Linked DNA regions of Mus musculus: regions 2, 3, 4, 5 and 6 are each linked to region 1. Evidence: chromatin contacts called from public HiChIP or PLAC-seq and promoter capture Hi-C data. All regions are on one chromosome and are shown on one strand. The core of a region is the stretch at or near the end of the contact, and the rest is flanking DNA. Distances in the headings are between cores, read along the strand shown. Region 1 holds the start of Msrb3 (methionine sulfoxide reductase B3). Region 2 holds the start of Xpot (exportin, tRNA (nuclear export receptor for tRNAs)). Region 3 holds the start of Tbk1 (TANK-binding kinase 1). Region 4 has its middle 21 kb from the start of Llph. Region 5 has its middle 46 kb from the start of Llph. Region 6 holds the start of 1700006J14Rik (a long non-coding RNA gene).

Region 1 (2,649 bases), core at 107-2,606:
TGCCCATCTGTTGGGTGTAATTCACGGGATGTTTTAGAAGCGGCCGATTGCAAATACACTATGTTTTGGCTTGGGGGCCTTCCTGTGTTGCCAGAATCGAGTTTGTTTAGAAATGAGGTTTACTAACTTTCAAATAAAGCATCTTCAAGCGCGGCGTGATGGACAAATTACCCCCCTCTAGTTCATGTTAGAATAATCCACCCTCTAAATCTGCTTGACATTTCCCCCGTCCGTGTTTGACATCAATTAATCACTTTTGCAGCATCTTAATATGCTGAGAAGTAATTGTATAACATCCCACATCTCCAGATCCTGTCAAACATTTGTTTGGGTGTGTGTGGATATATATTATAGTAATTAAGGCATAATTACATTCATTGTCTTGAGAGAGGGTCATTTGGATCTGATTAATTGTGGAGTTTAGTGCCAAAAAAAAAAAAAAAAAAAAAAAAAAAAGTCAGGTTCGCACGCGCTTGGCCTGTAATCAAACATCTGGGACTGACATTTTGGTCATCAGAGGTAGCGCCCTTAAAATACATTATCAAAGTTCCTCTTTGGACAGTGTGCAAAAGTAAGTGTGTGTGTGTGTGTGTGTGTGTGTGTGAGAGAGAGAGAGAGAGAGAGAGAGAGAGAGAGAGAGAGAGTGAGTTGGGGTTTGGGGGAGAGATTGTATCAGTGAATATTGAGTCAAGGTGAGGAGGAATGTCCTGTAAAACAGCTCTAGCTGGAGCGAAAACTTTTCCGGCCTGCTTTGACTCCATATATGGTGTTCAAGTAAAATTTCAGGGACTGCCCTTTTGCTGAATCTTACTACAACACACACACACACACACACACACACACACACACACACACACTCACTCACACACACTCACTCACACATAGTGGGGGATTATAAGGACATTCTCACCTGGACATAGTGGGTGTGGTGAGGTCCCCTCCAGGTGCGACCCCTGGGACGCAGTCGGTGGTCCTCTGTATTATGGGTATTCAGTAGGCACAAGAGCGACCATGTCACACCTTAACTGGCACTTCACAGCCTCTTTGGTACAGGCCAGGACTTTTGGTCCTTAGCTCTCAGGCGCCCTGACCCTACAGTAAAGGTCTCAGGTGGATGCTGCCAGGGGGCTCTGCTACGGGTTGCCCACGCGCGGAAGCCCTGTTCCCGCAGGGCTGGCCCGGGGCGGTGGAGGCGGCGCCGGAGGCGGGAGTTGGCGGCGGCCGCGTCCCGGGCAGCGGGCCCCGTCCGCGGCCAGCGCGCTCCGCCGTCCTCCCTCGCTTGTCTGCTATGCTCATATTTGGACTCGGCCGCCCGTGCCCAGGAATTTCCCGTCATGCCTCCCGCCGCCCCGTCTGTCGCCCGGAGCCGGGAGGGAGGAGGGATCGGACAGCGGAGGCTCGTCTTCCCCAAGAGTGCGCGGCGGACCCTCCCGTGCCCAATCGCGCTCTGCCTGGGTCTCTGCCTAGCCGCGGCCGCGGCCACCACGACGCGCGGTGAGTCCCCGCCTCGCCCCATCCGGCCCTCCGATCCCTCCGAGTCAGCCTGGGACCCGGAGTGTTTCCCCCCACCCCCACCCCCGTCCCGGGAGCGCCCGCGCCGCCCCCTCAGTCTTGAGAGTCATCCCCCTGCCGTAGAGTCTCGGCGTGGACCCCGGAGACGCTCCTCGCCAACGAGGGGACAGCGCAGAACGAGGTCAGGCGGGAGAGCCCGCGCCCCGCCGGCCGCCGCGCTGACACCTTACCCGTCCCCAACGGGAACCTGAGCCGCCGTCCTCGCGCGGGTCCTCGGGGAGGCTCAGTGAGGTGGTCGGGGGCGCGGGCTGCAGCTCCGAGGGCGCGTCTCTCTCTCTTTCGGGCCTCTCCGCAGCTGCGGCCGGGGGATAACGGGCCAGGGCGTGGGAACCAGGAAGGCGTCGCCAGGCCCCTGGGGACAGGGGCGCACCCCGGACCGGGCTGGCGGCTCATAGGCCCAAACAGGTACCAGCAAAACTCCAGGGGGCAGGTACCAGTTCTGTCTTCTTTTCAAGTGAAAACAAGCATCAGAGCCCCCCCCCCCCGCCTCCCTTTTTATTTCTTAAACTTTTCCACTGGGCTATTTCAAGTCAGACTATCTGAATAAAAAGTACTGTTCCTGCCTTTGTAGGTTATGCGATAAGTGGGGGCAATAAGGATTTAAAAGAATTTTCTTTGAATCATATGTAAAGTATTAGAGAGCTTTCTTTCTTCTTTCTCTCTCTCTTTCTTTCTTTCTTTCTTTCTTTCTTTCTTTCTTTCTTTCTTTCTTTCTTTCTTTCTTTCTTTCTTTCTTTCTTCCTATTTCCATTGCGTGTCAAAAAACTAATTATTTGAAGTCCAAAGGGGAGGTTTTAAAGGAAAATATTAAGTTGCAGGGGCTCTTGAATTTGGACAGAGTAAACAAATCAAAGCTTGATTCATTTTGTCTGGCAAGGCAAAACGTTATAATCACCAGAAACCTGGATTATGTGGGAGGTGTTAGGTGGTCGCTGTGTTGCCTATGGCTAGGATAGCCTGAACTGTCAAAATGAGGTTCGGCTAGCCAGGACACAACGCACACTTGAGTTGACAGTCGACTACACCCTGTGCAGCATAAAAGACAAAATAGGTTTTAAAGGTACTTTGATGTATAAA
Region 2 (2,649 bases), core at 85-2,584, 730 kb before region 1:
TCTGGGTATCTATCTGCAGTGAACAGATGTTTGTCCATGTATCCCCAGAGATAGTGTCACTTATGATAAGTCTAACACGTGTATCAAACTTAATTCATGAAATAGTCAGACCTGGTGACAACCTGGAACTCCAGCACTCTGGAATCTGAAGCAAGAGAACAGTGAAGGCCAGCAAGTTTCAGGCTAACCAGAGCTACATAGTGAGCCTCTCTCTGCCTCTAAATAAAATTAACCAAACCTTACCCTCTGAGGCTGGTACTGTCCCACTCTACATAAAATGAGTAAACTGAGATGGACTTTAACACTCATGATGCCAACAATAATGGAGGTGCAGCCTTAGGATTTAGGTAAGGTTGCTGGAGCTTATACTGCGCCCACACAGTAATAATAGCACGGGATCAAAGAAACAAAGCGAACGGAAGCACGGGACTTGTACGTATGTTTTCCCTCTCTCTTTTCTTTTTTTCTTTTTTTGAGACTGTGTTTCTCTCTGTAGTCCTGGCACTCGCTCTGTAGATGTGGCTACCTCTGCCTCCTCAGTGTTGGGATGAATGGTAATCGCCACCATCACCGGGGACTGCTTTCGGTTTTCTTTTTTTCTTTCTATCTTTTTTTGTAGGCAAATTTAGTAATATTTAAACTGGGCGTGGTGGTTCATGCCAGTAATTCCAGAATTTGTAAAGTTTAGGCCAGCTTGGGAAAAATGAGTGAAAACCAGCCTGGGTTATGGAGTGTGATCTTGCCTCAAAAGCAAAACAAGTAAATAAAAATACAGCGGATTTTTTTTTTTTTTAAAGAGTCCTTAAGCGTCTGGACTCTTGACACGTGGAACCGCTGGAAAGGAATTCAGCAACTGACTCAACACGTGGTTTCAACCACGTCCACTTTTCCGATCTCAGGATCTCCGCACTGCCACCTGACCAGACCCTTCTGGAGGGAGTGGAGAGTTACTAATTCACGCCGACGCTCAAAGCAGAGCGCAACGTGGCCGGTCTTCTAAAAGCTTAGAGGACCTCAGTAACCTGTAGCTAGGAGGGCGGTGTGCACTCTCCCAGCATGCACCACAGGCCCGCCGGCCACGCCCCCTGCGAGCTCCAGGGAGCACGTGCGCGGTCCTCCTCTCGGAAGCGTCCCATGCGCTTTGCACGCTGGGAGTTGTAGTCCCCCGGGCCCAGCCTGCTGGCGGCCGTCTGCACTCTACTTCCATGAGGCTGCTGCTAGCGCGGGTCCGCGCGGTACGACGCGGGGGGCGTGCCTCGCGCTGACTCAGCGGCGGCGTTAGCGGGACCCTGCGCAGTTTTCCTTCCAGGGCCGCCGACTCCGCCCGCCGGCTTGCCAACCTGCCCTCCCCGCTCCGCGCCACGCAAGAGAAGGCGCCCGGGGAACGCCGAGCGCCGAGAGGAGCGCGGCCCGGGCCGGCTCCGGCGCTAGCGCTGCGGCTGTATTGGAGGACTACAGCGACAAGGACGTGGGCCGCTCTCCGTGCTCCCTGCGTACGGCCCGCTCCTTGCGGCTGGCCGACCCTCGGGAGTGCAGGCGAGGAAGAGATATTGGAGTGATGGTGACTGGAGGCGTAGGGCGGCGGGCCGGGGACCCTACGTGGCCGGGCGAGCCGGACTTGGGGTTGGGGACGATCGGTGGCGGCCGCGTCCCTAGTGCGTGGCTGCCGGTTGCCGGGTGTTTCATCACCCGAGTGGCCACGAGGCTTCGCTCTGGGAGGGATCCGGGCGAAGGATAGGGGGCGAGGCCGGCCTAGGAGGCTGCCCCCCAACCCCATTTGTGATAGTTTTAGAGTGCGTCCCACCAGTTTGAGCTGTAGGGACCTCAAAGTTGATCCGCTTCCCACCCCGGGACAAATAGGAGAGAAAGTGTTATTTCTGCGTAGTAATTTGCCAGCAGGGACAGCCTTTTCCCCTTTTTGCTTCTTTACAGTCTTGCAGCCACGGAAAAGCTTGATGTTCCCTGTAACCTGAAAAACGAGTACTTTTTGGAAGCCTTAATTAGTTGTTACTGGGGGAAGTTACGTTGTATTAAAGCGACTTGTCAACTTGATGTTAAAAGGCTGGAAAGATTCAGTCGGTCTCAAACAGGCTTAAGTAGGTGTGGAGGAATTTTCCACATTGTTTGATTATTCTTGACTTAATGGCTGAGGGAAAAATTAAGGCTTCCAATTTTACATGTTTTTTTTTCGCTCCCCCCACCCCCACATCCACCTTTGCAGGTAGTATAAGATGTTTACCATATTGTAACAATGTTTAAGCCTGCAAGGCTCTGCATCGGTAGGTCAGAAAGCTAAGCTTCCTTTGCCGGTCTTTATTAGGCAATCGTTACCTTTTAACCCTGTGTTTTATTCACAGATAGGTGGTTTACCATCTCATTTTATTTTGGTTTGATGTTTTTTTCCGATTGTGTAGAGGGCGAAGGTTTGTGAGGGATTCCTCACTATGGAACAAGTTTGCTGAGGATTTTTTTTGTTGGTGTTGAGCATGTGCTCGGCTGGGCCTCTTATTTATCTTTTTTCCTCTTGTCAAGATTAGCGTGAAATGACAAAACGCTTAAGCAGTTTTTTTCCCAAAGCAATGGATAATTTAAAGGAACTCTAGTGGATTTCTCAATCAGGGGTTTACAGACAGTCTTACACCGACTTTT
Region 3 (2,649 bases), core at 102-2,601, 690 kb before region 1:
AAACACCACTTAACACCAGTAACCGATTTTAGGACCTTGAGCAAGTTAAATAACTTCTTCCTGCCTTGGTTTCCCCGTCAGAAATGGGGAACAGTGGTAGCTACCTCATAACTTGTAAAGAATCCAATGAATTAAAACACAGGTCTCAGTATTAGCTTGTATTACTGTACTATCGAGTCCATACACGGCTCTCTAAAGCCCTACAGAGGGTTCATGTGTTTAGACCTGAGAAATCAGGACATGGAAATCAGAGCATATACATAAGGAACTTAATTTTAATGTAATCATGTCTAATGATCCTCATCTTCATTCCTTGAGATTACCCAAGTACCGTCATGACCAAGAAGCCTTTCCGTCATTGAGTACCTGATTTTTAAAAGCAAGCACCCAAATAATTCTCTCTAGGGAATCTCATTTGTTACAGGTGAGAAGACAGAGGGTTTTATGGTGCCTGAGTTAGTCCTGTGCCTAACCAGTGGAGTTTCCGTCTCTGTGCTTGCTAATAGTTTCACAAGTGGCTTGACTTTTTTAGAAGTATTATGTGGTATTTTACTGTGTATCACTTCTGTGGTAAACATGTGAAGTCCTTTGGCTTAGTCATACTTCATAACTTTTGAACGTTGGGTTTTTTGTTGGAAGAAACTTGGATGAATCTGTCATGTCATTAACAGAACTGAAATATTCTATTGTAAGACGTGCATTTGCGGTTAGAATGGTCTTGTTGCCTAAACTGTCTAAAATTCTAATAAAATAACTTTCTAAGAAGTCATTGGAGTGGGCCTTTTAAAATCTCCATTTTGAGTTTGATGAAAACGGATTAGAAGTGGGCAGAGATTCAGCTTCAGCCCCCTGTTTCAGTCAACGCCTCTGCCAGCCCTTAACCACTCCCGGCTCCCGTCCTCGGAGATCTGCTCGCCCTCGGTCTGGAGGGTGCCTTAGGTAGAAAGAGGAATTTGGTGCATCGTGCTTCCTTGGAAGCAAATCCTTGTAAGGAATGCCTGCTTGAGCAGGACCTGATCATACAGCAGTTTACCTCTTAAGTTGTCAAGTTCAAGTCTCCAGTGTTACCATTTTCAAAAACAGAAACTGAAAGCGACTTAAAGAGTACTGATGGCATGAACGGATACTTGCTTCACGCAGCAGCCAAGCGACGTTGAAACACAAACCCGCCCCATCTACTCTGCGAAAGCGATCGGCGGCCAGCCCGCTGTCCACGGGTGGCCGTGGGCGTCACCTCCTTGCCGCACGCCGGCCGCCCCGCACTCCCTTAGCTCCTCCCGCCCGCACTGGAGACTGCAGCCCAGCGAGCTCGGCCGCCGCGGAGTACGCACGCGCAGGCGCGCCCCGCACTCGGTCACGTGCTCCGTGGCCCGGGCTGGCGAAGCCGGAAGTAGCCTGGGGCGCGAGAAGGCCCGGGAGCCGCGGGCTGTACGCGGCGGACACTCGCGGGGTAAGAGGGGCGGGCGGAGGCCGGTGGGGGCGGACGGGGCCGGAGGGGCCGGGCGGGGGCGCGCCCAGGGGTCGGGGAGGCGGCGTGCTGAGTCAGCGCGGGGCCGCGGCCCCGGGAGCCCCGCAGCCTCGCGCTCGCCCGGGATGGGCCCTGGCGGCCGCCCGGGCACCGGGGCTGCCCTGGCCGGAGTTGACTCGCCGCTCCCACCCTTGGTCCAGCTGCCGCCGCCGGCAGTTTTTAGACGGACTGGCGTTCCCGAGGGTTGACTCACCCGAGGATACCGGCACCAGACGTTTTTAATGTACACAGCGAAATGCAAACCCCCCTGTCTTCTCGTTCCTCCCCGACCTGCTGGATTTATTTCCCGGATCCATTCCCCTGGTGTTTTCTGTCAGGCGTCCCAAGACGGATTCTCCCCCGAGAACTGTCAAAACCCGACCTTTCCCATTCCGGGACCTCTGCTATCTACGGAGTAAATGGGTGACATAGAGGGAGAGTTGGGAAATCCTGGAACTTTTGTCCCTACACCATGTCACCAGACCTGTTTTATCCTCGGTAACTTTCGCTTTAAGCAATCAAAGGAAGTAGACTGCCTACAGAATCACAGATAACTTACTTGTTGAATGCCAGATAATACACTTGTCAGGATTTGGGGAGATTTACATAGCAAGCATCCGTTGGGTGTGCTGAGTCATGTTTTAGTCCCGAGGGGGTTCCTGGAAAAGTTTCAGACCATTACTATTGCGGACCCATCTTTTTATATTGGTATAGAGAGAGAGCTTATCTTATATATCTTAGCTGATAAATATGTTTTCAGCTACCCACTAGAGACATATGCGCACTTGGTGATGAATCTGTCCTTTACAGTTATTTAACAGCAGTGCAGCATCAATTAGGGAAGGTTTCCCGTTACATATTTGGGTTTATCGCCCCTTGAATGGAGCGTACGTAGTTAAGTGGTAAGTGCATTTGTTGTTTTCGAAAAGGGTTCCTTTTTTGCTTACTTCAAATAGACAGATGGCTGTACAATTTCTTATCTAAATTACATAGGTGATAAAATTCTAAGTATAAGTACTGTGTAAGAGATTGTCGAACCTTGGACTCTTGGGCATTTCCCAGGACCCTAACTTGGAAGATCAGAGTTCTAGCTTACTGGAAATGGACTTGCTATCTGACCTCACAACAGTCTTAAAGGAGTC
Region 4 (2,649 bases), core at 73-2,572, 650 kb after region 1:
AGGTGTGGGGCGTTTGTTTATAAAGAAGTTTTTTTTTTGAAAGCTGGCTACACTTAGAGATAATCTCTGTAAGGTTGGTCTCACTCACCTACATTTAAGTTAAACCACTTGATTTCAATTAAATAAAGCCATGGTGTGTTCCATAGCAAGTATTCCCAGGTCTGAGGCGGCTGCAGTTACTTACTTCAGTTTAAGAAACATTATGGGGGGGGGGGGGGAGAGAGCTGACTCAGGATGTCAGCCCACTGCCTCCTCTTGCAGAGACCCAGATTCAATTCCCAGCACCCACACTGTGCACGCAACCACCCGTAACTCCAGATCCAGCGATTCTGATGCCCTCTTCTGGCCTCTGCAGGCATTTGATTCTTGGACTACACAGACACCCGTGCAGGAAAAACACCAACACACATAAAAAACAACTCTTCAAAACAAACAAACAAACAAGGAACCATTGTCAACCACTTCCAATTGGAAGGGGGGGAAAAAAAAAGAACTCATTTATAAAAGTCCAAACTATTTATAAAAGAACATTCAAGAACCTGTAGTTGATCGTATATGAGAAAGTGGTCAGGGTTTGGTATGGAAGGAGAGAAACGTCATATGTATCTGAGTTCATCATGTGTACTTTTGCATGTTAAATAGAAAGGAACTATCTCAGCAGGTAAAGTGTCAAGATTGGAAGCAAGAGGACCTGAGCTTTGGTAACCAGAACCCACTGCAAACCCTGTATGGCGGTGTCAGGAGGAAGAGAAGGAGGAGGGGGAAGAGGGGGAAGAGGAGAAGGGGAGGAGAAGGAAGAGGAGAAGGAGGAAGGAGAAAGAGGAGGAGGAGGAAGAAGACAGGGAAGGGGAGAGGAGGAGAAGGAGGAAGGAGGAGGAGGAGAGGGAGAAGAAGAAGAAGAAGAAGAAGAAGAAGAAGAAGAAGAAGAAGAAGAAGAAGAAGAAGAAGAAGAAGAAGAAGAAGAAGAAGAAGAAGAAGAAGAAGAAGGGGGGGGGGGAAGAGAAAAAAGAGGAAGAAAGTGAATTCTGCTTTAATACTTGAAAGTGCACCGTTAAATTTCCCTCTTCTATGTCTTGGTGGCTAGGGCATCCCTAGCAGTTTAAATATGGCTGATATTTACATCTCATCTGCTAATACTTTGTAGGGAATTAGTTTAAGCAATTAAAACCTTCCCCTTCCCCCTACCACCCATAAAACAGAGGGCTGTGAAAGAAGAAGCCAACTAGCTGCTTCTAGTCCAAACTGAAACTTGATGCAGTTTTAGTAATTGCTTCCTCAAGACCCTTTACTGCCATCTGTGGGGCATTTACAGGTATTACCGCCCAGACTCCCTGCTGACTTCAAGACAATAGAGAATTAGGGGGTTGTGGGGAGAAGGGACCGTGGCCTACAGGACTGTGAGAAATGCCTCCAAACAGACTTCTGGGTCCTTCCAAAGGCTGACACTGCTCCTGTCTGCACATCACTGATAAACGGCTGAGTCCTTCAGGTAGGTCTCTCCTGCTGTTGCCTTCCTGCAAACGCCTGTTGCATCCAGGTCTCGAGAAGGAATGTTGCTGTTGTATCTGGAGGTCCCTGCAGGCCACGGCAAAGATCCCTTCAGCAGTGTAGGACCCTCTCTGGGGGAAATGGTTTTTAAGGAGTGTGAATTCAACTTTCCATCACTTCTGGAGGCAGGGCCATAAATTCCAAAGGTCTCGGGCAGGCCTGGTGGAATGCAGCATTTCAGACAAGCTCCAACGATGGGAAACAGATTCAAGTAGGTGCCATCAAAGAAGGCAACTGGTCATTGGAGACGCAGCTGAGGTTGGGGTACTGGGGGTTCAGGGAGAGGAGAGGACAAGAGAGAAGCCCTGTGGGGCTCAGGCAGCCAGGAAGCCCCTCATCATAAAGACAGAAATAAGGTTTGGCTTCATTCTTTTCAGCCCACTGATTGCTTTATTTCAAATTATCCTAACTACTTAGCATGGTAAATTAAGTTGAAACCCCCACAAGTTTGAGGAGGATGTCATCTAATCTGATTAAAAGGAATATTCCTCGTCACAGGCTGGGAAGGAAATGAAAATTACTCAGAGTGCACCGCTATTTGCTAATTTGCATAGGCTTGCACATGCTATGCATCAGAAGAGCATATGCTCTTTACTTTTAATGAAATAATTTCCCCTCTCTAAAGACCGTTAGAGTCTCTGTCCTTCCTATCTGTCTTTCTTTCTTCCCATCTGTCTCTTTTTGAATGTTAAGATTATTTCATGGGAAGGGTACATAAAATATGCTAATAATCTCCCCGCTGCGGGCAGGGCTGGGAGGTCCTGCTGCTGCCTCGCTGAGCGTCCCAAAGGTCCCCCTTGCCAATCTCATATAATTAAAGGCTCCCTTTACAGCCCTTAGAAGGTTAGACTTGATTCATCTGAGGCTTCCATTGATGGGGCAGGCGGTTTAAACCCAATCCTTTGGCTCGACTTCCCAAATAACTTCTTCCTGACCCCAAGGAATAGCGCCTAAATCAAAATGAAAATGAAGGGGAGAAAAATCTCCATCAAGCTCATGCCAACCCCCATCAGCAAGGTCTGTGATGGTCCCCTTGTGGCTGCGCATGCGCTGTCACTACCTTTGAAAGGTGGCTGTTTTTTGTTTTTTTGTTTTTGTTTT
Region 5 (2,649 bases), core at 71-2,570, 630 kb after region 1:
GTCAGCCATCCCTCCTACTCTCGAGGCAAACGGTGCTGCAAAAGGCTCTCAGGCAGTAAAGGGATACACTGGTCCATGCTGCTGAGCATGCGTCTGGGATGCACACTTATTTACCACACACCACATCTGTCTGGGATGCACACTTATTTACCACACACCACATCTGTCTGGGATGCACACTTATTTACCACTCGCCACATGTGTCTGGGATGCACACTTATTTACTCCGCACCACATGTGTCTGGGATGCACTCTTATTTACCACACACCACATCTGTCTGGGATGCACACTTATTTACCACACACCACATCTGTCTGGGATGCACACTTATTTACCACACACCACATCTGTCTGGGATGCACACTTATTTACTGTGTACTATGTTCAATTTAAGGAAAATAAATGTGAAGGCAGCAACCATGAAGGACAGAGGGCATGGGTTTTCTGTAATTGCAAGGAGACTTGGGTAATGCTGTGTGCATGTTTGATTTAAAATGTTAAAATATTAACAGAAGTTTTCTATAGCAGAGTGTTCCTATCACAGTGAAGTGACTCATAAGAATGCTAAATTCAAACCAGATGGGCACAAACATTACTGGGCGAAAAAAAAAATCATATATTTGGGAGTCAGCGTGGGTCGTCATAAAAATGAAGACCTTGTCGGAGTTCCTGAAGATTGAACTTGCAGAAGTGAAAAGGGAAACAAGGGGAGAGATATTCTCGACTTCCTCTGCGTTAGACAGGCCACCGTCAATTAGAAGAGCTAACATTTATAAAACTTTAGATTGCCGTTTTAATTCATAAAAGATGACTGTTACAGTCCAGAGAGCTCAGATGTGCCAGAGCCCAGGATTCATTAGTTCAGCCGCATGCCACCCTAATAGTGCCCAAGACTCATCTTACTTCCTTCCCGCCCTAAGTCACCCTCATTGAAGATCTATGTGGTATAGAAACTTCCAGCCTGGCCTTTAGTATTCTCCCAGCAAACCACAGAGGAAAATTCCCATTGCAGGGTCAGACACCCAACCAAATCTCTGCTCTCTTAGTTTGTTTGTTTGTTTTTGTTTGTTTTGTTTTTCCCTCCGAGCTTTTCCCCGTTTTCAGATGATCTGCCCCATGTGCTGTGTTTAAATGCGTATGTACCCTACAAGAAGAAAAATATGTGGTCTCGGAATTAATACTTTTTTTTGACTTATAGGGAAATTCCAGTTGTGTTTAACTTGGACTGTGGGATCCGGGAGCTTTACAGAGAGGAGAAACGACGACGAGTGTGTTTTGAGCAGAAATGTGAATCAGGAGTTCCCCACTGTTTGGTTGCTGGAATCCCAGACAACACGGGGAGAAATGATAAGCGCATAATTTAGTCTGGCAGCCGTAGCACTCAGCCTGCGAGCTTGTCAGGTTCTGACTAGGGATGAGAGACCTCCCAGGGACAAGAAGGTACTTCAGGAAACGGTGTTTCTGATTCCGTAGGTGGCCTCTTTCTCCCTGGGTCCCTGTGAATAAGATGCCCGCGTGGTGTTAGGGGGCACTGTGCTCAACTGTGCTGTTTACCTTTCTGAAGAAACCTAAAACCACAGACCTAACCATTTGTGGCCACCGGAGATCTTACAGCGGACTCTCTAAGGCCAGTTGTGTTAACTCCAGAATGCTGGCCCGAGTCCAGCTCAAGTAATTACATTCTGCTCCCCTCAAACTCCCCCTGTAGTTTCCACTGAATCCGATAGTCTGGACCCTCCATCAAGCAGCCTGGCCGGCTCGGTGGTGGTTAGCATTCCACAGAGAGGCAGCCTGTAAGTCCAAGCTGGAAGAAATGAGTGTTCCATCCCCACCAAGCTGCGGCAAATTGGAATTAGCTAGTGTTCATGAAAGCCTCGGGAAACCCGTTTTTTTGAGTGTGTTCACAATCAAAGCTACCTCCTTTGCCCTAGGGAGCCACCTCTGCGAGTGTCGCTTTAACGAAAACGAGTATAGAGATCCTGGGAGGGCAGAGTAGAGTCCTACTCACCTCTGACCTGGAAATACCCTATCTGGGGCAGGGCCAGCAGGGGAGGTGAGTTGAGAAAGCACCGCTCTAACTGTAACAAAGCTCAGAGGCCAGAGAAAAGGAGAAGGGTCTGCGAATGACGTCATATTACGAAGGAATAAAGGATCTTGGGAGGTTTAGCTAAAAGGGGAGAGAGAGGGGCGGGGGGGGGGGGGAGAAAAGAAAGAAGAGGGAGGGGAAAGGAGCAAAGAAAGAAAAAGAAGAAGGAAGGAAGGCAGGTAGGCAGGCAGGCGAGAAGTTAAAATAATTATAAAGAACAAAAGGGGGAAGTAGGAGGGAGGAAAGGGCGAAGAGTGGAGATGAGCAAAAGGGAAAGAGAGAAAGAAGAAACCAAGGGCAGGAGAGAGAGAGAGAGGGAGAGAGAGAGAGAGAGAGAGAGAGAGAGAGAGAGAGAAGGCAGGGAAGTAGAAGAAAAAGGAAGGAAGCTGATATTTAGTACACGGGGCTGATATTTAGATATACGGGGCAGAACCAGAACGAAGGAGGAGTAAGAAACCAGAGACACAGAGCAGAGCCTCCCTCCCTGCTCTGGCCTGCAGGGTCCTTCCTTTCTCACACACCACCTCCATGCATCTTAGCCACTCAGCTCAAAGCCTGACAC
Region 6 (2,649 bases), core at 52-2,551, 530 kb after region 1:
CTATTAAAGTATGAAGGCTGTTGTAAGCTGGCCATTCTTAAAGGGGCTTCATTGGCTGCTGGAGTAAATGTTTACCCCTCTCCCAGATCTGTTTCACATGCCGTCTTTGGAGCCAGCCGGCAGCGTTTGATAAAAATCATCCTCCCACTAACGACACTCTTTATCGGAAATGTTTATTAGCTCCGCTTTACCGCCCATGTCCTGAAAGGTATTGCAGGTTTGTTAAATAAGCAGAAGTTAAAAAGAACTTTGTAGCTCACACCAGCTTGCAGGAACCCCAACAAATTCCAGAGCCATAAGGAATGAGGGGAAAGGGGGGCTGGGGTGGAGTTAGATTTATATGGGCGAGAGGCCCTGAGAAAACATATATATTAGGTTTTCTCTGCTTGGCTGGCCCACCGTTAAATGTTTGCCTGATGTTGACGGATTTAGTATTGAGATTGAACAGTTATGTCAAACTTAGCCCATTGCCTCAAAATGTGTTTTAATAAATGTAAAAATAAGGAAACTGCTCTCAGGAGCAATGTACTTGCAGGATGGGTCTGCTGTCGCTCTCCCACAGCCTTGGCTGAGGAGTTGTATACCAGCCCTGTTTGACCCAAACCTGCCCCTACTTGCCTTATATATAAGGGGTATATTGTTTGTCTGTACACTAAGGAACCCATCTAAAAAAACACACACACATCTAGCAAACGCCCAAACAGCATCAACTAGCAAAAGTTCAAATAGCATCAGCTACCATTACCAACATTTGGTGGGTGGGTTGACTTTCAAGAGCAGCTTTTTAAACCCGATGACTGTGGCACACCATGGGGAGAAACCAACTCTTTCTTGGTGAGTGAAGTCTCCAGAGACCCCACAGGCTACTTCTGACGGTAAACAATTGAATTTGCTGACCAGCAGCCATGGTGCCTTAAGTCAACAGTGACAAAAAACAGCCCAGGAAAAAAGACAACCCCTTGATTCCTCAATGACACGGGTTGAGTGCCTGGGAATAGAGGTCAGGCAGTGTCCCCCACCATGTTCCGCTTAAGCAAGCTCAGCGTGGTGCAGGCGACTCCTGGTTACAGGAGTGGTACTCTGGGCAAGCATTGTTCCCCAAACAAGGCCTAACCCACCTGCCTTCCGTGTGTTGCAGGAGACTGAAGAGACATCCTCGCAAGAGTCCGCAGAGGAGGATTAGGGGGCGCCGACATTCAATTTCTACCTCAGCATCAGTTGGATCTTTTGAAGGGAGAAGACACTGCAGTGACCAGTTATTCTTAACTGCCACGGTCTTTCTACTTCCTGCGGGGTGGGGCGGGGGCGGGGCTGGGCGAGGGGCGGGGCCGGGGTGGGCGAAATCGCATAACCTTGAGAAGGACTATATTAATCACTTTGTAATCCCTTCACAGTCCCAGGTTTAGTGAAAAACTGCTGTAAACACGGGGGACACAGTTTAACAATGCAACTTTTAATGACTGTTTTCTTTTTCCTTAACTTACTAATAGTTTGTGGATCTGATAAGCAAGGGTGTGTGGTTGAAGAAAACCTCTGTGGTGGGCTTAATCAGTCACTACATGCAAACCCTAAACCGGCACCCTGGTGACCGGGGGCATTCGTATAAGAAAAGCATTGTGTGTGACTCTGTGTCCACTCAGATGCCACCCCCACCATGATCATAGAAAATCTGCTTAGGACACCAAAGATGAGAACTAGACACTACTCTCCTTTCTTTGTGTATAATCTTGTAGACACTTACTTGATTTTTTTTTCTTTTTTTACTTTTCAATTCTGAATGAGACAAAATGCTGGTGTATCTTTTCATACAGCTAGCAAACCAGAATAGGTTATGCTCGTTTTTTGCTTTGTTTTGTTTTTCAAAAAGGGAAGTAAACGAGAACCGTTGACTCCTCCATTTATGGACTCATACACAGCAGCAGGAGTGATAAGCCCACAAGCTCTCTTTCCCGCCTCGGGAAATCTACACAGCCAAAAGCCACTTAGCCATAAATGACACTTGTCAGCCTTGAAGCATCGGAGATAACTAGCTGAGTAAAATGATCCTGTTTTGGAATTTAATGAAAAGGTTAACAGTACCCAATGAACCCACCCAAGTGATGACATGGGAGGAGCGAAACCGAAATCTCTTTTGCTATATAAAGGACACTATTTTTTAAAAAAAAATAATAAAAACAGCTCCCGCTCTCTGTCCTCTCTCCCTCCCTTCTCTCCCTCGCCTCTCTCTCCTCTCTATATTCCCTGTTCTTCATTGTGTACCAGTGTCCGTGAAAGACCGCAGTACCACTTACCTCAGATGAAGCCTGCGTGTTACATCCTGTAACACCTTTCATTTTGACATAAGATGGCTAGCCGAGGTGCATTATCTTGGTTCGGACTGCCATCTCTGCATTCACGCTGCACTTTTAGCCAGAGATGCAATAATCCCCACTCCTCAATACTACCTCTGAATGCTACAGTGAATTTACAGCCCTGCACTTGTTACACGCTGCTAGACACAAGCCCTGCAAGAGAAAGGAAAAAAAAAAGCCCACCAAAACCAAACCAAACCTTACTGGGTCGGCATCTCAGCCATCCCCAGTTCTCGACCATTCTTCTCTGTACTCTTACTCCGTCTCAGCAGGCTATGCATGTTTCTATGACTTTTTT

The links. Promoter capture Hi-C pulls out the DNA fragments that hold promoters and counts their contacts. HiChIP or PLAC-seq counts read pairs in DNA pulled down with a chosen protein or histone mark.
Region 2: a contact with region 1 is called in a promoter capture Hi-C map of liver, with 2.3 times the contacts expected there. The contact joins the promoter of Xpot here to the promoter of Msrb3 in region 1. A contact is called at or near these places in 2 of 39 promoter capture datasets (both in liver).
Region 3: a contact with region 1 is called in an H3K4me3 HiChIP or PLAC-seq map of pro-B cells, with 3 times the contacts expected there. The contact joins the promoter of Tbk1 here to the promoter of Msrb3 in region 1. A contact is called at or near these places in 1 of 484 Hi-C or Micro-C datasets (B cells) and 1 of 115 datasets of contacts at active chromatin or transcription factors (pro-B cells).
Region 4: a contact with region 1 is called in an H3K4me3 HiChIP or PLAC-seq map of embryonic limb bud, with 6 times the contacts expected there. The contact joins the enhancer-like site here to the promoter of Msrb3 in region 1. A contact is called at or near these places in 4 of 39 promoter capture datasets (cranial neural crest, frontonasal cranial neural crest, maxillary cranial neural crest and 1 more), 1 of 15 datasets of contacts at CTCF or cohesin (the NIH/3T3 cell line), 2 of 484 Hi-C or Micro-C datasets (bone marrow-derived macrophages and muscle stem cells), 16 of 115 datasets of contacts at active chromatin or transcription factors (the NIH/3T3 cell line, bone marrow-derived macrophages, craniofacial prominence and 12 more) and 1 of 9 other capture datasets (embryonic stem cells).
Region 5: an H3K4me3 HiChIP or PLAC-seq map of embryonic limb bud shows a contact between it and region 1, with 8 times the contacts expected there. The contact joins the enhancer-like site here to the promoter of Msrb3 in region 1. A contact is called at or near these places in 5 of 39 promoter capture datasets (the 3T3-L1 cell line, cranial neural crest, embryonic stem cells and 2 more), 1 of 484 Hi-C or Micro-C datasets (bone marrow-derived macrophages), 12 of 115 datasets of contacts at active chromatin or transcription factors (bone marrow-derived macrophages, craniofacial prominence, embryonic basal ganglia and 7 more) and 3 of 9 other capture datasets (embryonic stem cells, liver and macrophages).
Region 6: a contact with region 1 is called in an H3K4me3 HiChIP or PLAC-seq map of embryonic forebrain, with 4 times the contacts expected there. The contact joins the promoter of 1700006J14Rik here to the promoter of Msrb3 in region 1. A contact is called at or near these places in 1 of 39 promoter capture datasets (cranial neural crest), 1 of 484 Hi-C or Micro-C datasets (cerebellar granule neurons) and 3 of 115 datasets of contacts at active chromatin or transcription factors (bone marrow-derived macrophages, craniofacial prominence and embryonic forebrain).

What each region holds. Positions count from the first base shown.
Region 1 is chr10:120,897,678-120,900,326 of GRCm38.p6, reverse strand. Msrb3 (methionine sulfoxide reductase B3) reads left to right here and starts at 1,356. Exons shown (of 7, transcript NM_177092.4): 1 at 1,356-1,494. It overlaps Gm4473 (a long non-coding RNA gene), which reads right to left and starts at 1,280. Exons shown (of 2, transcript XR_001779656.2): 1 at 911-1,280.
Region 2 is chr10:121,625,017-121,627,665 of GRCm38.p6, reverse strand. Xpot (exportin, tRNA (nuclear export receptor for tRNAs)) reads left to right here and starts at 1,334. Exons shown (of 25, transcript NM_001081056.2): 1 at 1,334-1,561.
Region 3 is chr10:121,585,496-121,588,144 of GRCm38.p6, reverse strand. It overlaps Tbk1 (TANK-binding kinase 1), which reads left to right and starts at 1,351. Exons shown (of 21, transcript NM_019786.4): 1 at 1,351-1,450. Xpot (exportin, tRNA (nuclear export receptor for tRNAs)) reads left to right here. Exons shown (of 25, transcript NM_001081056.2): 25 at 1-765.
Region 4 is chr10:120,246,259-120,248,907 of GRCm38.p6, reverse strand. No RefSeq gene overlaps it. Among named protein-coding and RNA genes, the nearest start is that of Llph, 21 kb to the right of the region's middle. Within about 2 kb of position 1,322, at least 39 of the 459 cell types and tissues checked have an H3K27ac peak or open chromatin away from gene starts, as enhancers often do. A contact at or near this core is called in bone marrow-derived macrophages and embryonic limb bud, where this site is marked.
Region 5 is chr10:120,271,467-120,274,115 of GRCm38.p6, reverse strand. No RefSeq gene overlaps it. Among named protein-coding and RNA genes, the nearest start is that of Llph, 46 kb to the right of the region's middle. Within about 2 kb of position 1,320, at least 69 of the 459 cell types and tissues checked have an H3K27ac peak or open chromatin away from gene starts, as enhancers often do. A contact at or near this core is called in craniofacial prominence, embryonic forebrain and embryonic limb bud, where this site is marked.
Region 6 is chr10:120,362,786-120,365,434 of GRCm38.p6, reverse strand. 1700006J14Rik (a long non-coding RNA gene) reads right to left here and starts at 1,301. Exons shown (of 7, transcript XR_003948966.1): 1 at 1,119-1,301. Hmga2 (high mobility group AT-hook 2) reads left to right here. Exons shown (of 5, transcript NM_010441.3): 5 at 1,139-2,649. The coding sequence ends at 1,183. Gm40783 (a long non-coding RNA gene) reads right to left here and starts at 1,079. Exons shown (of 2, transcript XR_872121.2): 1 at 1-1,079.